Regions from separate parts of the Mus musculus genome. Here region 1 is linked to region 2. A link is a contact called in public HiChIP or PLAC-seq data. All regions are on one chromosome and are shown on one strand. Each heading gives the region's core, a stretch centred on a gene start, on an enhancer-like site or on the middle of the called end of the contact. The rest is flanking DNA. Distances are from core to core; before and after follow the strand shown. Region 1 has its middle 20 kb from the start of Rap2b. Region 2 overlaps Mbnl1 (muscleblind like splicing factor 1).

Region 1 (2,700 bases), core at 167-2,666, 810 kb after region 2:
TCTGTAAATGAAACCCAGATGCTCTGCAAGGATAGCAAGTGTTCTTAACTGCTGAGATATTTCTAAAACCAGACAATTTTATTTTGTGAGACAGGGTCTCATGTAATCAAAGTTGGCCTCAAACTTGCTATGAGGTCACGAATGACCTTTAATTTCTGATCCCTGCCTCAAACCCCTGAATGCTGAGATTATAGGTATGTGCCATATCTGGTTTATCCTATGTGGGATATCATGTTAGACAAGTACTCTAACAACTGAGCTACATCCCTAGCCCTACAAAGCAATTTTTAGAGTTTGTAAGAAAATCAACATAGTAATTTCCTACTTTATAAAATACCCATGCCAAAGAACAATCTTGAAAGGAAGAAAAGTGTCAAAAAAGGTTCATAAAACCATGCTGAGAAACATAAGAGGAGAAGAAACTACTCAATGTATTTTAATTGGAATTAATATTACCAAGCTCCATCAAGCTAGTTCTCACTCCAGGGCAAATTTTGTAAGTATTACTGCCTGGCTTCCGAGTTCCTAAGTCAGCAGTTTAGATACTTGGAAGTAGTATCTCATGGGAGTGGTGACAATGGATGTGACAAGAGAGAGAGACAGAGACAGAGAAACAGAGAGAGAGACAGAGAGGGAGGGAGGGAGAGAGGGAGGGAGAGAGAGAGAGAGAAAGAAAGGAAGAAAGAAAAGGAGAGAAAGAAAGAAAAAAGAAGGAAGGAGGGAGAGAGAGAGAGAGAGAAAGAGAGAGAAGAAATTCTTCAATTGTTCCCTTTCTATCTCCTGTGGCAAGAAGTAAAAGTAAAAAGTCATATGCAAAAGACATCGTATAGAAGTTTCCAGAAATACAATCTACAAGCACTGTATGCAAAGGTATACTTCTCAAGGATCAGATCCTAAAGCCAAAAGGAATTAATTAGTAAAGATATCTTTGAAAGACTGTGGGCCTAATGCCTAACTGTAAATGCCGGTCATGGTGGGATGTGAGGAGACTCGATGAATGGGAGCCATTGTTACTGTTTGCTCTCACCGAACCCGACCCCTTTGCAGAACCAGCACGGGCTTCTTGAACACCTAGTATTCCCCTGAAAGCTCTTGAGTTAAGAGCTTCCTCTCTGTAAATGACTCCACTGGGGATCACAACAATCCCTTCTTCTTTGTGGTTACAGGAGTAGAATACTGTTGGTTAAAAGTGAGTGGGATATGCATGCGGTTTTGGGTACAGTTTGTTTACACGTCATACTTCATAAGAATGTTGCCCCCGGACACAGTGGATGAGACTCATTAAAGGAAGGTGCTGTACAGGAGCTGGGTGAAATCGCCCTGCCCATTCCTCTGGCACAGAGCTAGCTCATGGAGCTAGAGAAACCAAAGGTTAGGGAAAGATGACTTGGCATGACTCAGGTGGAAGGAAGCTGGCAGAAAGGAAATCCCCTAGCATGTTTTGCTAGGTCAGCAGTCCTCTAGGATGGAAACCAGGAAGACTGTGATGTGTTGAGGTAACCCTCCTCTGACTCAGTCTTATTCACACCCACGCCAGACAGTTTCTTGAATCTCCTCTTGAGCAAATACAAGAGCTTTGCAGTGAGTTCTTATTCGAACGGTGTTTGTACTTAGCTTTCCTTATCTGTTTTTCTTTCTCCCCCCCCCCCACCCCCCATTTCTTGAAATGCCTCCAGTAACAATATAAAACGTCAGGATGTAAAACAAAGAAACAACTGATAAGGTCTATTCCTCTTTAAATCCTAAGCATTCCTCCGTGTGAAACATCTTTCTAAGCCCGCAGATACTTGGGAAATTTTGATGAAGGGAAACAGACAGAACTTTCCAAAGCAGAAGAAACCTGAAAATTATTGTCATCAATTCCTCATGTCTATAGATGGGAAGAAAATAAGGAAGGCCTGAAGAGGAACTTACTTGCTGGGGTTACAGTACAGCAAGATATGAGAAGCTAGAGTTTAGGGGGTTGATTACTTATCTTAGTGTTTAAAAGTTTACAAATCTAGAAGACGCCATAGACTTTATGGAGCACAGAGTTTTCAAACTTATAAAAATCTCAGATTTTTAGAATGCAAACTAGCCCAAATGGATTTGCCCTGAGTTTGAATGGCTATCACCATGCAGCTCACCTCAGGCTGTAGGAAGGAAGCCCCAACCTTTAGCCTCATGGTTCTTCTCCAGAGTCTCCTGGAGCTTTGCTCTAAAACAATTTGCAAAGCATCAGTGTTTTCTGGTGTTCTCATTTAATTATTGAGAATTCTAAGGCCCACTGAGGAAAAGTGGAGGCTGAGTGTTCAGGAAATCAGAAGCCAAGTAAGTCACTCTTCGTGTCTTGACCACTTTGGAACCAAAGCAAATGTCTGCATTTAAACTCTGTGGGACAAAGAAAGGGAAACAACGGGTTGGGCATTTCTTCAAGGAGAAGCATACAGACAACATCTTAATCAGAAGTTGTAGGGCCCAGGATACTAGGGTTCCACGTGCTAAAACCAAACTCCAAGTTCTCAGGTTAGACTTCTCACAGAGTGTGTAGTTGAAGTGTGGACCTCTGAACTGGGGTTATAGAAACCACCCTACCTGCCTCCTCCCCTTGTGTCAGCTTTTTTATGACTTTTAGATTGTATACTGTAAAGGCCATAGAATGCATATGATGAACTTTCAGTTGCTCGTCATTCTTAAATGGCCATATTTCATGTATTGAAC
Region 2 (2,700 bases), core at 200-2,699:
CATCAGGCTGTGAGATATTATATATTGTGACTGCAGTTTTGTGTTTTGGCAAGGTAGCATATTAACTCTAACAGAAAATTTAGTCAAATCTAGTTTTAAATTCTTGAGGATTTTTGTTCTTTCCTTTAAAAATCTTGACCTATCAGTTTCTTCCTAAGAGGCCCTCTTAGTCCCTAATCTGCAGTTTCTTCATTTACATTTTTGAAAATCCAGGTAGTATTGCTACACTCTAGAAATATTTTAAACATTTTAAAATATAATTTTTGAAATATAGTCATATAGCTGCCCCCTCTTCTTCCTATCTCCAGACCTGCTCATATGTCTCACTCCCTGTGTAAATTCATGGCCTCCTTTTCTTTTACTGTCATTAATGTGTCTTTGTATATAAGTGTGTTCCTAAATACATAAACATGACATATGTAGTCTGTATAATAGTACCTTTTACTTGTGTGTATATACATTCAGGTCTGCTTAGAACAGAAGAAATAATCTACCCGAGAGAAGGTACCAATTGGTTATGTAATACTAAATGGTCAGCCCTGAAAACAATATCAGTAATTTAAAAATGGAGTGGTACTTTTATTGTGTTATTTTACTGTATAAAATTCGGCAAAAGAGAGACACGGCAAAACTTTCTGTTCTTCCACTAACTATCTCTGTGAGGTTTTTAACTCAGTCCTGTCTGGAAACTTATAAAAGCAAAGGATATGCCATAGTCACCTGTAAAATATCCTACCCAAGTGATTAGCACAGGATGGCTGCAAATAGATACCCTTTGACTTGTGTTGGATGTCAAGCTGGGTAGAGTATACAACATTATGAAAATAAGTTAACTCTCTCCTCATGCCCAAGCTTTCCTCCATTTGTATGATTAAAATAACCAGTTAATCCCATCACAACAGGTAGGTCATATATTATATATTGAAGAAATAATGATTTGGAAGACAGTGTCCAAGCTATGAAAACAGTCATGAACATAAAATGCTAAAAATATTTTAATTGAACATATTTAAGTAAGTTGGAGTAGCACAGTGACAAAAATCATATATGTATAATCTGTTCTCAGTCTGTACTGTTGGACTGAAAAATACATTGATTTGACTAATGAGATTGTCTGAATCATTTTACAAGCTAGACAGCAATATTATGGATTGATTTTTGTCTTTAATCAGATTTGTGAGTTTTTCTTCCTAATGCAGAATACTGAAAACATGACCTTTCCCTTACCATTTATAAGCATTAGGAGTGTAAATCAATAATTAAATTGACCCCATAAAATATTTTGGGTAATACAATTGGGACTTTTAAAAAATGTAGCATGTAATAGACAATCAATGCATCTCAGAAGCACCTTTCATATAAGTGTGATAAGTGTATCAGTGTAATGAATCACATTTGCTCTCAGCGTCCAGTTAAGCAGTGGATTCTGGTAGATCAGCTGTGGGCTTCTGAAAACCAGATTTAGTCACAAGTCAGCAACAGATTTACCATACGCCAAATGGGGAACATGCCAGTCTCACTTTCACTTTAGCTTTCTGATCACTGGTTGGTTTTCTTTAGTATCATATTCAGTTAAAGTGTGTGTGTGTGTGTGTGTGTGTGTGTGTGTGTGTGTGTGTGTGTGTGTGTTTGTGTGTGTGTGATTTACACAGGTCAGCCTCTAACAAACATTTTATATTCCATTTGGATGCTGTATCTAGTATAACAATTCTTGCTTCCTGTTTTCCCCTAATGCCCTTTGCCTCTGTCCTGTAAAATGCCTAAAATTATAAATTCAACTAACTGCTTCTATATAGCGTTTCTATTTTCTTTACTCTTTGCATACTAGAAAATGAATCCAAAGTTGAGTTTACTTCTAATGCCATTTGGTTTTGTGAGATAATCCTTCTTACAAGGTCCTGTATACTTGTTATTTCATCATAGCAAAAGGTATAACTTCAATTATCCCCACTAAGGATACTGAAATCTGTCATTTCTTCTTGACTCTTGGGAAAAGACCAAGGGTTGGTTGGACCCAATGTTTTTACTTCATTGTTGATCATGTTCTAGAACCATGATATTTTTTAAGGATTACAAAGGTTTAACTTTTGATCATGCAGTTCCTCCTATGTTACTACTAGAAAATTTCTAAACAAATGCTCTTCTTCAGTTTTATGAGACACTATGCGATGTAATTTGTATTACATTGGGGACATGCATGAGTTTTATCAACATTTAAATCAAATATCTTCTAATATAAGATCTAAACAAATTTACACATACCTTCAAATTATTCTAGGTTATGATGCTTCTTAGTGGGTAATGGGCTATCTTGCTAACCACAGGACTGGACCACAGACCTGGAGCCTGAAATGAAGCAGCAGAAGTGCTCGTGCCTGGCATCCCAGGCACAGCCGAACCCAGAGCTGGCGGGTCAGGCTTGCAGCTTATGCTAGCCAGCTGGAGTCTAGGCTCCATCAAATTATTCTAATATATTTCAAGACTTTTCTTTTGGGAAAAATCTTTGAATTGCTTCTCCTGATCTTTTTTATGATAATATATTTTGGTGACAATGCATTTCCATGATATCAGGAGTCGTCTGACACTTCGTTTCTGTTTAGCACAGATCTGTTCCTGAGAATTTGACTCTCTCTCTCTCTCTTTTTTTTTCCCCATTTGGGTTTGTTTTGTGTTCATGATGCAAATGAAAAACATAAGACA

Evidence for each region. HiChIP or PLAC-seq counts read pairs in DNA pulled down with a chosen protein or histone mark.
Region 1: a contact with region 2 is called in an H3K4me3 HiChIP or PLAC-seq map of bone marrow-derived macrophages, with 3 times the contacts expected there. The contact joins two enhancer-like sites. A contact is called at or near these places in 2 of 115 datasets of contacts at active chromatin or transcription factors (bone marrow-derived dendritic cells and bone marrow-derived macrophages).

The regions. Positions count from the first base shown.
Region 1 is chr3:61,342,830-61,345,529 of GRCm38.p6, forward strand. No RefSeq gene overlaps it. Among named protein-coding and RNA genes, the nearest start is that of Rap2b, 20 kb to the right of the region's middle. Within about 2 kb of position 1,417, at least 76 of the 459 cell types and tissues checked have an H3K27ac peak or open chromatin away from gene starts, as enhancers often do. A contact at or near this core is called in bone marrow-derived dendritic cells and bone marrow-derived macrophages, where this site is marked.
Region 2 is chr3:60,535,767-60,538,466 of GRCm38.p6, forward strand. The region is part of intron 2 of Mbnl1 (muscleblind like splicing factor 1); the gene reads left to right. Among named protein-coding and RNA genes, the nearest start is that of Mbnl1, 36 kb to the left of the region's middle. Within about 2 kb of position 1,450, at least 44 of the 459 cell types and tissues checked have an H3K27ac peak or open chromatin away from gene starts, as enhancers often do. A contact at or near this core is called in bone marrow-derived dendritic cells and bone marrow-derived macrophages, where this site is marked.